2 separate regions of the Sus scrofa genome follow, and region 2 is linked to region 1. Evidence: chromatin contacts called from public Hi-C data. All regions are on one chromosome and are shown on one strand. The core of a region is the stretch at or near the end of the contact, and the rest is flanking DNA. Distances in the headings are between cores, read along the strand shown. Region 1 has its middle 29 kb from the start of DDX25. Region 2 has its middle 13 kb from the start of ST3GAL4.

What was found. Hi-C and Micro-C count contacts between places; a contact is called where the count stands out from the background.
Region 2: a Hi-C map of skeletal muscle shows a contact between it and region 1, with 4 times the contacts expected there. The contact joins two enhancer-like sites. A contact is called at or near these places in 1 of 47 Hi-C or Micro-C datasets (skeletal muscle) and 1 of 2 datasets of contacts at active chromatin or transcription factors (skeletal muscle).

What each region holds. Positions count from the first base shown.
Region 1 is chr9:53,055,110-53,062,393 of Sscrofa11.1, forward strand. No RefSeq gene overlaps it. Among named protein-coding and RNA genes, the nearest start is that of DDX25, 29 kb to the left of the region's middle. Within about 2 kb of position 4,657, at least 15 of the 83 cell types and tissues checked have an H3K27ac peak or open chromatin away from gene starts, as enhancers often do. A contact at or near this core is called in skeletal muscle, where this site is marked.
Region 2 is chr9:53,485,017-53,492,528 of Sscrofa11.1, forward strand. It overlaps a transcript of ST3GAL4 not described here. Among named protein-coding and RNA genes, the nearest start is that of ST3GAL4, 13 kb to the left of the region's middle. Within about 2 kb of position 1,600, at least 69 of the 83 cell types and tissues checked have an H3K27ac peak or open chromatin away from gene starts, as enhancers often do. A contact at or near this core is called in skeletal muscle, where this site is marked.

The sequences.
Region 1 (7,284 bases), core at 3,407-5,906:
AAGAAACTGATTTTAGTTTTAATTTTTTTTCCAAGTCGTATTAAGTATAATTTTTAGTTTGGGTTTTTTGTTTTGTTTTGTTTTGTTTTGTTTTGTTTTTAGAGCCAAATATTCGGCATATGGAAATTCCCAGGCTACGGGTTGAACTGGAACTGTAGCTGCTGGCCTATACCAGAGCCACAGCAATGTGGGATTCAAGCCGTGTCTACAACCTCAACCACAGCTCACGACGGCTCACAGCAATGCTGGATCCTTAACCCATTGAGCGAGGCTTGGGATTGAACTCTCATCCTTGTGGATACTGTCAGATTTGTTACCACTGAGCCACGATGAGAACTCCGAATTTTTACTTTTGATTCTGCCCAATTTTATTAGGTATAATTGATGAGTACAATTATATTTTTTCTAACACATGTATATGTTGGGACGATCTAATGCATGGTCTAATACAAGTATCTGTTAGGAAATGATTGCCATGATCAAATTAATATATCCACCTCACATAGTTACCTTTTCTTTTTCTTTTTTTTTTTTCACTGAGAACTTTTAAGCATGCAATGCAGTATTACTAACTATAATCACCATGCTGTACATTAGATCCTCAGCACACATTCATCTTATAACTAAAAGATTACACACTTTGACCAGCATATCCCCATTTTTCTCACCCCCACTGCTGACAACCACCATTCTAATACTCTGTTTCTGTGAGTTTGAATTTTTCTCTTCTTTTTTTAAGTCTTTTTTTAAGTTGGTCTTTCTCTGTCTGGCTTTTTTCACTCAGTGTAATGCCCTCCAATTTCATTCATGTGGTCACAAATGGCAGGATTTTCTTTTTATGGCTGAGTAATATTCCACTGTATATTTATACCACATCATCTTTATCTTTTCATCCATTGATGGACACATAAGTTGTTTCCATATCTTGGTTATTGGAATATTGCAATCAACATGGGAGTGCAGATATATCTTCAAGATACTGATGTCATTTCCTTTGGATATATACCCAGATATGGGATTTGTTTTTAAATACCCACATGTGGCCAGGGACTACCATATTGGACCACATAGCTTAGAATGTTCAGGTGTCACCTGGCATGACCATTGATCAAAGATGCTATTGAGGGAGTTTCCATGTTGAGAGTGAGTTGAGACTTAGGTGATCTCTAAATTATTTTCAATATTTGAGTTTTGATGATTCTGCAGCTCTAGGAGGAGTAGAATTGTGGAGATGCATTTACTTTTTTATTATATTCAGAGGGGTTTCCTGGTACAGATGAGAGATGAAAGAGAAATTGGATTGAGTTTGAGAATGGGAAGATGTTTCTGATATAGGATCCATCTTTTGAAAGAGGATTGGTGGCCAAAGAGAGATGATATAGCCAGAGAAGTATAGACCAGTAGCCTTTAAAGAATTTTCTCAGCTCTGTCCTTGTCTTTTCCCTTCAGCTTGAGAATACCTCCACTGGTCCCAGGCTGGCGGAAGACTCCTTTGGGCCCTTCTCAGCTCCCCAGGCTCCTGCCCCTCTCGCCTCCTGGCTGAGAACAATCTCCCTTTTGATTGCTGGCTCAGGCCCTGCTGACAGGTCAGGTCATATGTACCTAATCAGGAAGAGCTGGGGCCTAAGGGATGATAAACGGGGCTTCTCATTTCAATAAAGTTTGTGCAGAATATTGGAAACAGCTGTGGGCTTTGGCTGGTGGTGCCAAGCCTGTGGGGGCCTGGTGTTTTGGGGAGGAGGGTTGAGATGGGGGAGCACTAGGGCAAAAGTCTAGGGTGCTTTGCTGCCTGGAGGCTGATAGAGCTCGTGAGCTTCGTGCAACGCCAGCCTGGAATTCTGGACTTTGAGGAGGGTGCCGCCCGCTCTGGAATCAGAGGACACAGGTCACGGCCAAGAAAATCTGGACTACCCAACAGATATTTATATACATTTATCGTCATTTATTTCACAAATACCACACACATTTCTCTGCAAGTTTCTTTTCTCACTTAACGGCATGAAAATCCTTCTAATTTATTCTTTTTCTTAAATTATGGTAGAATATACATGAAATTTACCATCCTAACCATTTTTAAGTGTACAGTTCAGCAGTGGTAAGTACATTCACATTGTTGTGTATGCATCTTCAGTAAAGTTTTCATCTTGCAGAACCGAAACTCTGTAGCCATTAAACATCCCTATCTGCCATTCTACCCCAGTCAGGGACAACCACTACTCTTTCTGTTTCTATGAGTTTGACTCTTTTAGAGGTATCTAAAGTGAAATCATACAGCATTTGTCTCTTGTAATTTATTCTTTTGAGTAATTGCATAACGATAACATCATGGTATATGGATTTATGTATATCATTCAACCATTACTAGTATTTTTTCCCGCCACACAAAAATGCCATAGAGAATTTTTTGTATGCATATCCTTCCATACCGGAGTTTGCTGGGTTTTCTTTTCCCCCCCGTAGTATAAATTGCCAAAAATGACATGATTGGGTCAAAGAGATGCATATTTCCAGTTTTCATATATGTTACCAGACGCCTCTTTCAAAAAATCCGTGGTAGTTCACATACCTGCCAGCTGTGATGGAGTGTTGTCTCTCCCACAACTTCTCCAGCTCTAGCTTTCATCATTCTTTTCAAGTTTTGCTATTCTGATAAATGAAAAGCAGTGCCACACTTTTAAAATTTGCATTACCTTGACTATTAGTGAGGCTGGGCATCTTTCCATAAATGTACTGACCATTTGGATTTTCTCTTCCATGAGTCACCTATTCATATGTCTGGTCCATTTTTGACTAGTTATTTCTCTTTCTTATTGTGTGTCGGAACTCTCTGCATATTCCAGATGTTAACTCTTTATTGGGGGTAAACTGAAATATTTCCTCCAGTCTATAATTTGTCTTTTGACTTTGTGTATGTTATCTTTAATCCTTCTACAGTTTAAACATGTAAAATTTTCCTCTATAGCTTCTGGATTTTTCTGCTTTGTTTAGAAAAATCTCTTCAAACCCTAGATTGTATAAATATTCTCCTAATTTTTTCTTCATTAAATTGTTTTAAATATTTAAATTGTTTTAAATATTGTTTAAAATTGTTTTAAATATTTCCTCATGAAATTGTTTAAATATAAAAACCAATATTTAAATTGTTTTCAATGTTTAAATTTAAATACATTTAAATCTTCCATCTATTTGAAACTTAGTTTTAATAACTTGTGAAGTAGAGAGCTTAACCTTGTTTTGTTTTTGTCAGACAGACAGCCGGTTGTGTCTATACAATTTATTAAATAAACTATCCTTTTCCCCACTGGTTTGAAATGCCACCTTTGTCATATACTGTAATCCATATGCCCTGGGATATATTTCTGGGCTGGTTTCTATTTCTGTCCCATAGATCTATTTATCTTGTCCTTTACCCTTAATGTATGATTTGATCACAGTGATTTATAGTGAGTTTTCCTAAGGCCACTTCTACCTAAATATTTCTTCACTGATGTTGTTTTCATCATTACCATTATACAAATTCCTTGCAGCTTGCAGAACCTGTGAATGTCAGTAGCTCTTCAAGACAAGCCAGACTAAGTCCGGGGAAGGCCTGCCCTGTGCCCTTTCAGCAGAGGCTAATATTTTAAGGGTCTCGCTTCTCAGCTCCAGACCCACCATCTGTCCCTGGCTTTGTGGTGCGGGCTTTAGGCCCTATGAACCCCCATTTCTGCTTTGCCGGCTGCTCCCTCTCAGATTTCCCAGTAGGAGCCTGTAGAAGAAGGCTGTGGGCAAGAAGAGGAAGGGTGGGCATTGCCTTCCTGCTTGAGCCTGTGCGTCCCCATAAGTGTTGCCTCAGCAGCAGCAGGCCCACCCTGAAGCAGCAGCAGGCCCTCCCTGAAGCAGCTGAATCCAGTTGGCAGTTTTTCCAAGACGTGCAGTTTCATCACCCCCTACCCCTCCCCATGCCCCAGGGACCCCAGAACCAGCTGGCAGGTGCCCCTTCCTCAGAAGTCTGGGCACCAGCCCAGGGGGACTTGCTTGGAGCCTCCTCCTCAGGGTTTGGGTCCCAGGCCCTGGGTCCCCCTCTTTGAAATGTCTAAGGTTCAGGATTCCAGCCTTCTCCTTTGTTTTCCCAGTGCTGGGAGTGTAGCTGCTCCTGCAGTCACCACCACTAGGATACCCAAGCCTCTCTTGTTAACCTTCTGTTACCTAATAGCTTTATACCTGGTTACCAATTCCTTACATTAAATTCTCTTTTCGATTCACTCCCTCCCAACTGGCCCCCGACTGACATAGGTAATGAAGAACTGAAGTTCTCTGGAGCTGAGGGCCTTCTTCTCTTGGCCGCCCTGCAGAGACCTCCCCTCCCTCCTCCATTCCCAGAATTATTTGGCTGCCGGTTACCAAGGAGACGGCTGACAATTTCCAGTTGCCAAGCCTCCCCCTGGAGCTCTACAGGGACATTCTGGAAACTCCCTCCTCCTTCCTGCTCCTCAGCCAGGGAACTCGGAGAAACAAGCCAGGTTGGGGGCAGGGGATGGGGAGGGGAAAGGAGGGAGCAGACCGGGCCTGAAGATGGAGAGACAAGAGTTTTCCCTGAGCCCTGGCTTCCTCCACAGATCTCCGTGCCTGGCCTGGCTCCCCCTCAGCCCTGTCCAGACACACACCCATTGGGTCCAGCAAAGGCTGAGCTCTCCAACCAGGCTCTCAGTCACAGAAAAGTGTCCGAACACTGTCACTCCAGGCATGGGAGAAGCCCCATTGCCAGCTGGAGCAGGGAAGTGCCTGGAACCTCTGTGGGGAGGCACTTTGCCCAAGCTTCCCTCTCAGTGGAGCAGCATTCATCACACACTCAAACCTGGTGTCCTGGCCCAGGCTCTAGGCTATTTCATAATAGCAACAGCAACATCAGCAACACTAATGATGATAATAATAGCAGTGAAGTGAGCGTGAATCCACAAACTTACTCATGTAAGAGTATCTGTTCCTTTATTTCATTAAAATCAAATGAAATGGACTCCACACTGGAGCCCCTGCCCTGCCAAGACTCCCACCAGAATCTAGGAGGCTTATGATGTACTCAAACCAGGGAGAAGCTGTGAATCTGGGGTCCCTCATGGCTGCTGGTGACCCAGGGACCTCTGACCTGTCCCCAATTCTGCAACATCTCTTCCAGTCCACTATAACTGCTTCCAAATGCTCTTTCCTTTCTCCTGCTCACCATGTCCATTGAAAACACCTAACATGACTTTTCAGTGAGTTTAGGCTTCTATGAACATAGGGAGATGCTAACTTCAGTGTCAAGCATGTTTTGCATCTGCCCAGTAAAAACCCCTGAGGCAATGTGGAACTAAAGACCAGGCTAAGCTGCTTCATTGATTTTATTCTCATAGAGGTATTTTAAAGAAAAGAGGAGTTCCTGTCATGGAGCAACAGAAATGAATCTGACTAGCATCTATGAAGACGTAGGTTCGATCTCTGGCCTCATTCAGCAGGTTAAGGATCCAGCATTGCCATGAGCTGTGGTGTAGGTCTCAGATATGGCTTGGATCTGGCGTTGCTCTGGCTGTGGCACAGGCTTGCAGCTGCAGCTCAAATTGGACCCCTAGCCTGGGAACCTCCATATGCCTCGGGTGCAGCCCTAAAATAAAAAATGAAAATAAAAAAAAAAAGATACCATTACCTCCCTTCCCTGAATATTTTAGTAGTCATTGAAAAACAAATAGAAATATTGTCTGACATAAATACACAACTATAATCACACATAAACTTAACAACAATTTTTCACTATTAGCCTCCTTTTTAAAAAATTTATTGGAGTATAGTTGACTTACAATGTTGTATTAGTCTCAGATATACAGCAAAGTGAATCAGTTATACTAAACATATCCATTCTTTTTTTCCCATATAGGATATTACAAAATATTGAGTAGATTTCCCTGTGCTATACAATAGGTTCTGGTTAGTCATCTATTTTATACAGTAGTGTGTATGTGTTATTCCCATCCTCCCAATTCCTCCCTAACCCCCACAGTTTCCCCTATGGTAACCATAAGATTGGTTTTTTTGTTCTGCTTTGATTTTTAGGGCTGCACTGGCTGCATATGGAGGTTCCCAGGCTAGGGGTTGAACAGAGCTGCAGCTGCTGGCTTACACCACAGCTCACCACAATGCTGGATCCTTAACCCACTGAGCAGGGCCAGGGATCGAACCTGAATCCTCATGGATACTAGTTGGATTCATTACTGCTGAGACACAATGGGAACTCCCAAGATTGGTTTTGAAATCTGTGTTTGCTTCTGTTTTATAAATAAGTTCTTTTGTATTATCCTCCTTTTATAGGGAAAAACTCAGACTTGGGGTGCATAAGTACCTTATTTGCTCTCACCTGCCTGGTGGGTGACAAAGCCAGGATCTGAAGGCTGGTAGGACTCTAAGGTCTGCTCTGTTTCCACACCCCCACCTGTGTACAGTCCTCTCCCACCTCACCACACAGCCAACCTTACAGCAGCCTTGGGAAGCATGAGTTAACCCATCAGGAAACAGGGGCCCAGGAAGGGCTGCTTGTGGAAGGGCGTCAGGAGTGGTCAAGCAGATGGAAGGAAGGCTCCTGACCAGCCTGAGCCGGCTCAGCCTCCATATCACAAACTCAGCTTCGGCCTCCCCACCTCTCTTCCCTTCCTCTCCCTCTCTGTGGTCCTCCCCCCCTCCCCCATCTAGGCCCTTGTTCATTTCCTCTCCAGTCTCCAAGGAGCAGTTTACAAAGTGACTAAGCGGTGACCCCTGCTGGACCCTGTCCCTCTTGCCCTCCCCCCATTCCTCTTCTTAGCGGTGAGAGCAGCGGGAGCCCCGTGGACGGTGGAGCCCCTGGCCCATTTCCTTTCCAGCCTTCAGCTCATCTCCTGCTGGGGTCCCCAGGGCCTCCGGTTGGCCTCCGATGAGGCCCACATGGACACACATGGAAAAGCCATTTATTTCCAGGAGCATCTGCTTCCTCTGCTCCAACCCAGCTGTCCCCATCCTTCCACATTCTTCTCCTCCCAAAGCCTTGGGGTTCAGAGGCAGGATTCAAAATGGTAACAGAGGAGTTCCTGTTGTGGCTCAGTGGTAACAAACCTGACTAGTATCCATGAGCATGTGGGTTCGATCCCTGGCCCTACTCAGTGGGTTAAACATCCAACATTGTTGTGAGCTGTGGTAGGTCACAGACGTGGCTCAGACCTGGTGTTGCTGTGGCAGTGGTATAGGCTGGCAGCTATAGTTCCGATTTGACCCTAATTCTGGGAAACTTCATATGCCTCAGGT
Region 2 (7,512 bases), core at 350-2,849, 430 kb after region 1:
CTTTCTCAGAAAGAGTTGAGCTTTGAGGTTTTGAATAGTTAGGCTGGGACAGGACGGATAAGGCGGGGCAGAGGTTTGGGAGGAACAGAGGAAGAGGGCACCCTTCTCAACAAGGTGTCGGAGTGGCCTTGACAACACCCATCCTCACTCCATAGAATGGTCCTGAGGCTCATCGCGGCAAACTGCCTGCACTGTCAGAAGTCTGGCAGAACCACTTGGCTAGCTGCTCTTTCCGGGGGGGAAGGCCTGGGTGGGGGTAGGTGGATTCTGAAAACAAATAGGGCTGCAGCCCCAAGACTCTTCCATCCACACACGCAAGCTTCGTGTCCCAGGCTTTGTCCTGGTGACCGGGCTGACTCTGATGGGTATGTTGAGTGTGTCGGGGGATCTCAGCTCTGCTGATTCTTGGTGCTTCTCCAGCTGCTTCTCGTGAGGATATGCAAGGGAGTGTCCATTTCCCCCATCCAGGCCATTGAAAGTGGCTGTCAGCACATATGATCCAGCTGTCCTGGACTGGGGCCACTGCCTGTTACTGGATGTGCCTAAACTTGCGCCAGAATCCAAACATACCCACCCCCCATCCCCAAACTCCACACACACTTGTAGACCTGGGAGCATTTTACATTCATGCCACACTCAGGCAGCCCTTCACAATTACAGGAGTGTGTATTGGGAGGGGGTGTCTACCCCCAAACTGGCCATTGTTCCCTGGGGGTGGGTTCACCTTTCTCCGGGTACTCTGACCCCTAGGCAGATGGAAGGCAGTACGCTCAAGATCAGAGCAGGCAGTGGAACTTGGATGTGAGTTGCTGGATGGGGCTCTTTGGTGTTCTGAGAAAGGGACTTTCATTCTTCAGTTAGCCTGACCAATGCGAATGAACCGCCTGCCAGCCAGCCTTTCTGGTCCTGATTAAGCCATGCCCCAGAAAGGAGGCAGAGGAGGAAGCAGGGCACAGCAGGGAAGGCACTTAAGTTCAAATCCACAAACTGGGTCCTACTCCGGGCTCTGCCACTTAATTCTGTAGGGCCTTGGGCTGATCACTTCTCCATGTCTCGGCTCCAACTCCTACATTCCTTGAAACAAGAGGGCGGGTCCGGCCAATGAGGACCACCTACCCCGGAATTATCTGGGCGTGATTTGAGAATGGAGAATCTTGGGTTTTACCCAAGCCGCTGGGGATGAGGCCCAGGAATCTGGCATTTTAACAAGCTCCCGCAACCACTGCTCTAGTCGTCTAGACTACAGGATGATCTCACGGGCCTCCACTAACTCAACCGTCTGCGTGCAAAGCCCATCCTAATCCCTGATGCCCTTGAGCCGCGTTAATTAGGCGCACGCGCAGTTTTCTCCCGCGGGCGGAGGTGGCGGGGGGGAGGGGGCAGCAGAGGCTGGGGCGCGCATGCGTCCTCCGTGCGGCGCGGATCTGGCCGCGGAGGAGCTGAGCTTTTCCCGCAGTCAGCCGGAAGGCCTCTCGAGGTGCTGAGAGGTTGGCGCCTCCTTGGCAACTGGTTCCCGTCCTGGCAACAGCCATAGAGTTCGCGCCAGTCTCCCCGGTTTGCTGCGTGCCTGTTTTCTCAGCCGATGTCTCCCTGGGCTCTTCAGAACTCAGGCTGGGTTGGTTCACGTGACCTACGTTGACTTCCCTGCAGGGGCGGGAGTGAAACTGCCTAGGGCTGCGATGGAGCAAAGGAGATCTGCTGCATCCAGTCTAGGCTCTGAAGTCCCATCTCTCCTTTGCAGAGACCCAGAGAAGGGAAGGGGCTCCCAGCTCGACCGCCTAGCTGGGTAAGACAGTGTTTAGGTCGTTATCTAGACCAGCAAGACATTGAAATGATCTATATTCATTCAAAGTGGTGTGCCTTAATTTGGAACACTTCCGGTGTTTGTTTACACTTTTTCGAGGACGTGAGTACAGCCAATTGCCTTCCCCCCTGAGACTGGCCAGCCTACGAAAAGCTTGTGCTTGGAAGCAGTCAGTGAGGCAGTAAGGTTTAAGCTCTTGCACAAGCGTCCTCTGTCATATGATCTGTAAAACAGTGATTACGTTGGTCTGTCTCACAATGAGGTTTTAAGGATCTAGTGGGAATATGTCTGGAGAAAGTGTGTAGCCTGTAAAGTATGATCTAAATATTGGATTGGAAAGATGCCTGGCATGATGGAAAATACTGAAAGCGTATGGAACAGGTGAGGCACATCTGGAGAGCCAGACTTATGCCCAGGTACAGCTAGTTACAGAAAAGTCTTGGTCTTCAAGTCACTCACAAGCTAAGTAGGGTAAGACATTGGTGAGGGGGCTCAAATGCAGGCTTTGCAGAATCCAGTAATGAACTGAGTTCAAAGGGTTCTCTGGCAGTGGTTTTCAAGTTGAGGTTAGATGTCCTTAGGGGTTTTTGGACAATGAGGTTTCTTGGTGGCATTATCCATTTCCTTGCCATGCAACATACCAGGGTAGGTTCCTAACTAAGATACACCCTCAGAATTGGTAATCTCTCTCCTAACCCATATGACCATTTTGATATCTTTTTTTTTCTTTTTTTTTTTTTTTTGCATTTTAGGTCCACACCCACAGCATATGGAGGTTCCCAGGCTTTGAATCAGGGCTACAGCTGCCGGCCTATACCACAGCCACAGCAGTGCCAAATACAAGCCACATCTTCGACCTATACCACAGCTCAGGGCAATGCCGGGTTCTTAACCCACTGAGCAGAGCCAGGGATCGAACCTGAAACCTCATGGTTCCTAGTCAAACTCATTTCCGCTGCACCACGATGAGAACTCCCCATTTTGATATCTCAATTAGAGCTTCAGAAAACTGTTTGTCAACAAGGACTCACTATAGAGCACAGGGAACTATCCGTTTTGTAATAACCTATAAGGGAAGAGAATCTGAAAAAGAATATGTATAACTGAATCACATTGCACTATACACACAGCATGGTAAGTTAACTATACTTCAACTAGAAAAACCCAAACAAACCTATTTATCAGTTTTGAGCATTTCCATGGTTTTACATCAGACTTGTTTCCAGGAAATCTTTCCAACTTCAAATTTGTTTAAGGAGGATCTGTGTATGTATACATCAGTAGTTATTAACCCATTTTCCTGTCCAGTTCTTTCTCAACAAGCTTATCTCTCTCATTAAAGTTCATGGGAATCCTGCACCTGAGAAATGAGGCGGGGAGATGAACCTTGGGTCTGGTTAGATGTCAGACTTGGGGAAGCCCCTGTGTATTGGAGGGTTTCACCTCTTCAAGTACAGGGATTGCAGGGAGCTGCGAACAGGTTGGGGAGACCATGGTCTCCTCTAGGAGGGTTAACACAGAGGATTGGCCAACGTTTTCAGGGGCAACTAAATTTAGGGAGCCAGATTTCAGGTTCCCAAGGAAGACTGACAATGTAAAGGACTGCACCCCTCAAGGAAGGCACTGCTTCCTCTCAATCTTGCAAGGCTGGGAGGGAAATTGCCCCAGGGGATCGAAGTTGAACTGAGCTGTTCCAGAACCGCCTAAACACTATTTAGTTTTTGAAAACACTATTTACAAACGTCACCAACTTTAACACTTAAGGAGTGTCTTCACTTGCTTAAAAATGCATTTCTCTCCTGAAGAAAAATATCACAAGAGGACAAGTTACAGTCTGGTAGGGAGACTCTCTCCAGTTTTGGCCTTTTTCGCTGTAGATCTGTGTTCCCCTTGTAACCCTGCATGGCAAGAGAGCTAGAGAAGCTTTTTTTTTTTTTTTTTTTTTTTTGTCTTTTATCTTTTTAGGGCCACACCCACGGCCTGTGGAGGTTCCCTGGCTAGGGGTCTAATTGGAGCTGTGGCGACCAGCCTATGCCACAGCCACAGCAACAGTAACACCAGATCCAAGCTGCATCTACAACCTACCTCACAGCTCATGGCAACGCCAGATCCTTAACCCACTGAGCGAGGCCAGGGATTGAACCCACAACCTCATGGTTCCTAGTCGGATTTGTTTCCACTGTGCCACAGTGGGAACTCCTAGAGAAGCTTTTAAACAAAAGTCAGATTGGAAATTGTTTTCTGAAACTCTGCTGTAGAAGTCCTGAATCTTTATTGGTATCACTTTATCTCTAATGCCTTCTTCATTCAAGTATTTCTCCCAGGAGCAACACCTACTAGTGTCATGAATTTGTTTTTCAGTCCTTGGGAAGCCAGGCCCTAGCCTTTCAATTTCTTCATAAAGGTGGTGTAAAGATGGTATCTTTCTCTTTTTTTTTGGCTGTGCCCCGTGGCGTAGGGAAGTTTTGGAGCCAGGGATCGAACCTGAACCACAGCCGTAACCAGAGCCACAGCAATGACAATGCTGTATCCTTAAGCTGCTGAGCCCTGAGGGAACTCCATTAAGGTGCTATCTTGAACTTAGTCCGCTTGAACTTGTCTTTGCCTAACCGAGGGTGACCCACAGGGGAACATATCTCTATATTCAGCACCTATCCTGAGTAGCACTTTTTCTCTTGCACAACGGCGAGTAGATTTCAGAGACGGTCCATTGAATAAGACCCCAGCTCTTCCACCAAAGTCCTGTTTCCTGAGACTACTTTCCTGTCTTTGAACATTAATGCTTGGAGATTCACCACAAAGAAGAGAGCTCTAAAGGAGCACGGTGAGAGTGCTCTCATAGCATTCCAAGACATTTCAAGGGCCATCAGGTGAGGAACAGCAGAAAAAGATGCCTTTGTGTGACTGGGGCTCCCTAATCAAAAGGGAGGCCTTGGGCTCAGGGATTGAGGCTGTCCCAGCCCTGTGGGTGGGCCCGGCAGACTGTCCTACAGAGGAGCTCTGGGAACCTGGAATGGCAGGCAGATACGGGCACCAGGGATGTGAATGGCACGTGTTCACAAAAGGCTTTTTAAAGATGAGGGCTGTGATAGAAGTGAAAACTTCAAGGCCTGTGGCATGAAACCTTGCAGAGTGTGTCCAAGACTTTGTCGATAAGGAGGAGGGGGAGACAGACCCAGGAAGGACAACAGTTAGAGAGAGAAAGTGTGGATGGCCTCCCCCCCGCTACCCCCGGACAGCACACATGTATTCAGCCAGGAAGACACATCCTTGTTTTTAGAAAGAAGGATAGCTTGGGGTTTTCTCATTTCTCCCAGTTTATGACCTAGTTAGGAAGATGGAAACAGAGGGGGTTGGAGAAAAGATGAGTGGAGACTTGCTGGGCATGAGAAGTAATTGTCAGAGCGAGGGAGGGTTTTATCAGTGACTCTTAGAGGCTGCTTGTATTTTGGATGCTGAAGCTACGAATGGCTGGTATGTGGTTACATCTCCTAAAAACTATTTCCACACGAGGCTTCTAAGGGGCTTTTAAAATTATGATTATTATTTTTTAATGGCCGCACCCTCGGCATATGGAAGTTCCCAGGCCAGGGACTGAATCTGAGCCACAGCTGTGACCTACAACAGCAATGCTGGATCTTTAACCCACTTCGCTAAGCCAGGGATTGAACCGCAGCAGTCAGATTCTTAACCCACTGCACCACAGCAGGAACTGCTAAAAGACTTTTTTAAAGGGGAAATAAACAGGCACCCCAAGTGGCATTTTAAATAAAAATTGATATGTAAATTAAGATAGTTTTTATTTAAATATTTATACTTTTATTTTAATAAAGAGTTTATTTTATAGGGAAACTTCCTAGAGAGGAACTAATCACAGGGCTCCCCCTTGTCTTTTTTTTCTGGTGCCATCAGAAACCGCAATGGATTCCTGGGAAGGGCTGATGGAGCTGGTGGAGTGTGTATCTTGCCATTTCAATTCTGATCCCATAATAGCAAACACCATGCGTCATGTGTGACCCTCCCCATGTAGGAAGTGAGAAATGGAATCCCCACTGATTCCTTTTCTCTTGTCTGAGAAATCTTCCAGGGCCGAATTACGTTTGCTCGGGTTTTTTATTTTTAGGGCTGCACCCGTGGCATATGGAGATTCCCAGGTTAGGGGTCAAATGGGAGCAATAGCTTTCAGCCTATGCTACAGCCACAGCAACATCAGGTCCAAGCCATGTCTTCGACCTACACCATAGTTCATGGCAACGCCAGATCCTTAACCCACTGAGCAAAGCCAGGGATCAAACCCACAACCTCATGGTTCCTAGTCAGATTCGTTTCTGCTGCGCCACGACGGGAGCTCCACGTTTGCTGTTACTTCTCCTGTTCCTCTCCACTCTGGTAACTCAAAGGCAGCTTCAAGACCTATTCCTTCAGAGCACTTGTCTTAATAGTCTCCATCAGAGATGGGTTTGTTGTGGTGCTCCAGGGCTTGGTGTGAGACCATTTCCTATTCCATGAACGCTGAAGACATAGTGGAAATAATCCTGGCCTTTCCAGCCTGATAGCGAGCCTGAGAGTTAGAAACTGGGCTCCCATCCAATCATTCAGAGCCAATGACAAATTGTAAAGCTATCAGAAAACTGGATCCTGGCCTTGGGATGGGTGGGGTGATTCACAGACAAGCTTTCCCAGGGAATTGTGGTCGTCCCAGGTCATTTGGGGACTGGAGGGGGAGGATGCCAGGCCTGCCCTCCTACTGCAGTTGTGGCCTGTTCTTGCTCAGCCTGTCCCCGAGTGGGTCCTAGTTCATGGCCCTTTCACATTGGCCATTTTCATCGCATTCTAGGATGAAAGCGGCCTTGGGTTTGCAGTGGAGGAAGGAAACATTTCAAAGGAAAGCATGTGTGTTTAAGTCTTTGTGCTTATTGTCTGTTAGCTCTGTGACCTTGGTCTTGTGGCTTCTTTCAGCCTCACTCTCCTGTCTGTAAAATGCTGATACTTTGTAGAATTGTGAGAATTAAATAAGATTACCATTGTGAAGGACTCATTTCAGTTAATTTGAAATCGCCTACAGGGTGATTCAGGGCTCCCACTGACTTAATTAAAAAACAACAACAAAAACCCCACTTCCCTTTACCTTTTTTTTTTTTTCTTTTTTCTTTGTAGGGCCATACCCGCGGCATATGGAGGTTCCCAGGCTAGGGGTCGAACCAGAGCTGAGCTGTAGCCGCTGGCCTATGCCACAGCCACAGCAATGTTAGATCCAAGCCACACCTGTGACCTACACCACAGCTCACGGCAACACTGGATCCTTAACTTAGCGAGGCCAGGGATTGAACCCCAAACCTCATGGTTCCTAGCTGGATTCGTTTCCACTGCGCCATGATGGGAACTCCTTTACCAGCTTTTTTGCACCCTCCCCCTCATGGTGGGCACCGTGAAGCCCCATCTGCCACAATAGCCACATTCCCACCCCGGGAGGGTCAGGCTTCAGAGGGGGAAGAGGGTTCTATTCTCTGGGAGATCCAGTTTCTTCCCTGTTCTCTTGGTTCTTCTGTGCCATAACCTTGGGTTTCAAGAAAGAGTAGGCACCTCCAGCCTATTATGGCAGCTGTAGTTGGGGGGTTGTTCATGTGGCGAGGGGTTAAGGTAGGCTGTAGTGAGGATTAGGTTTAGATTTCCCACCACCTCCAAGTGGGGAAGGCCAGGAGAGACGA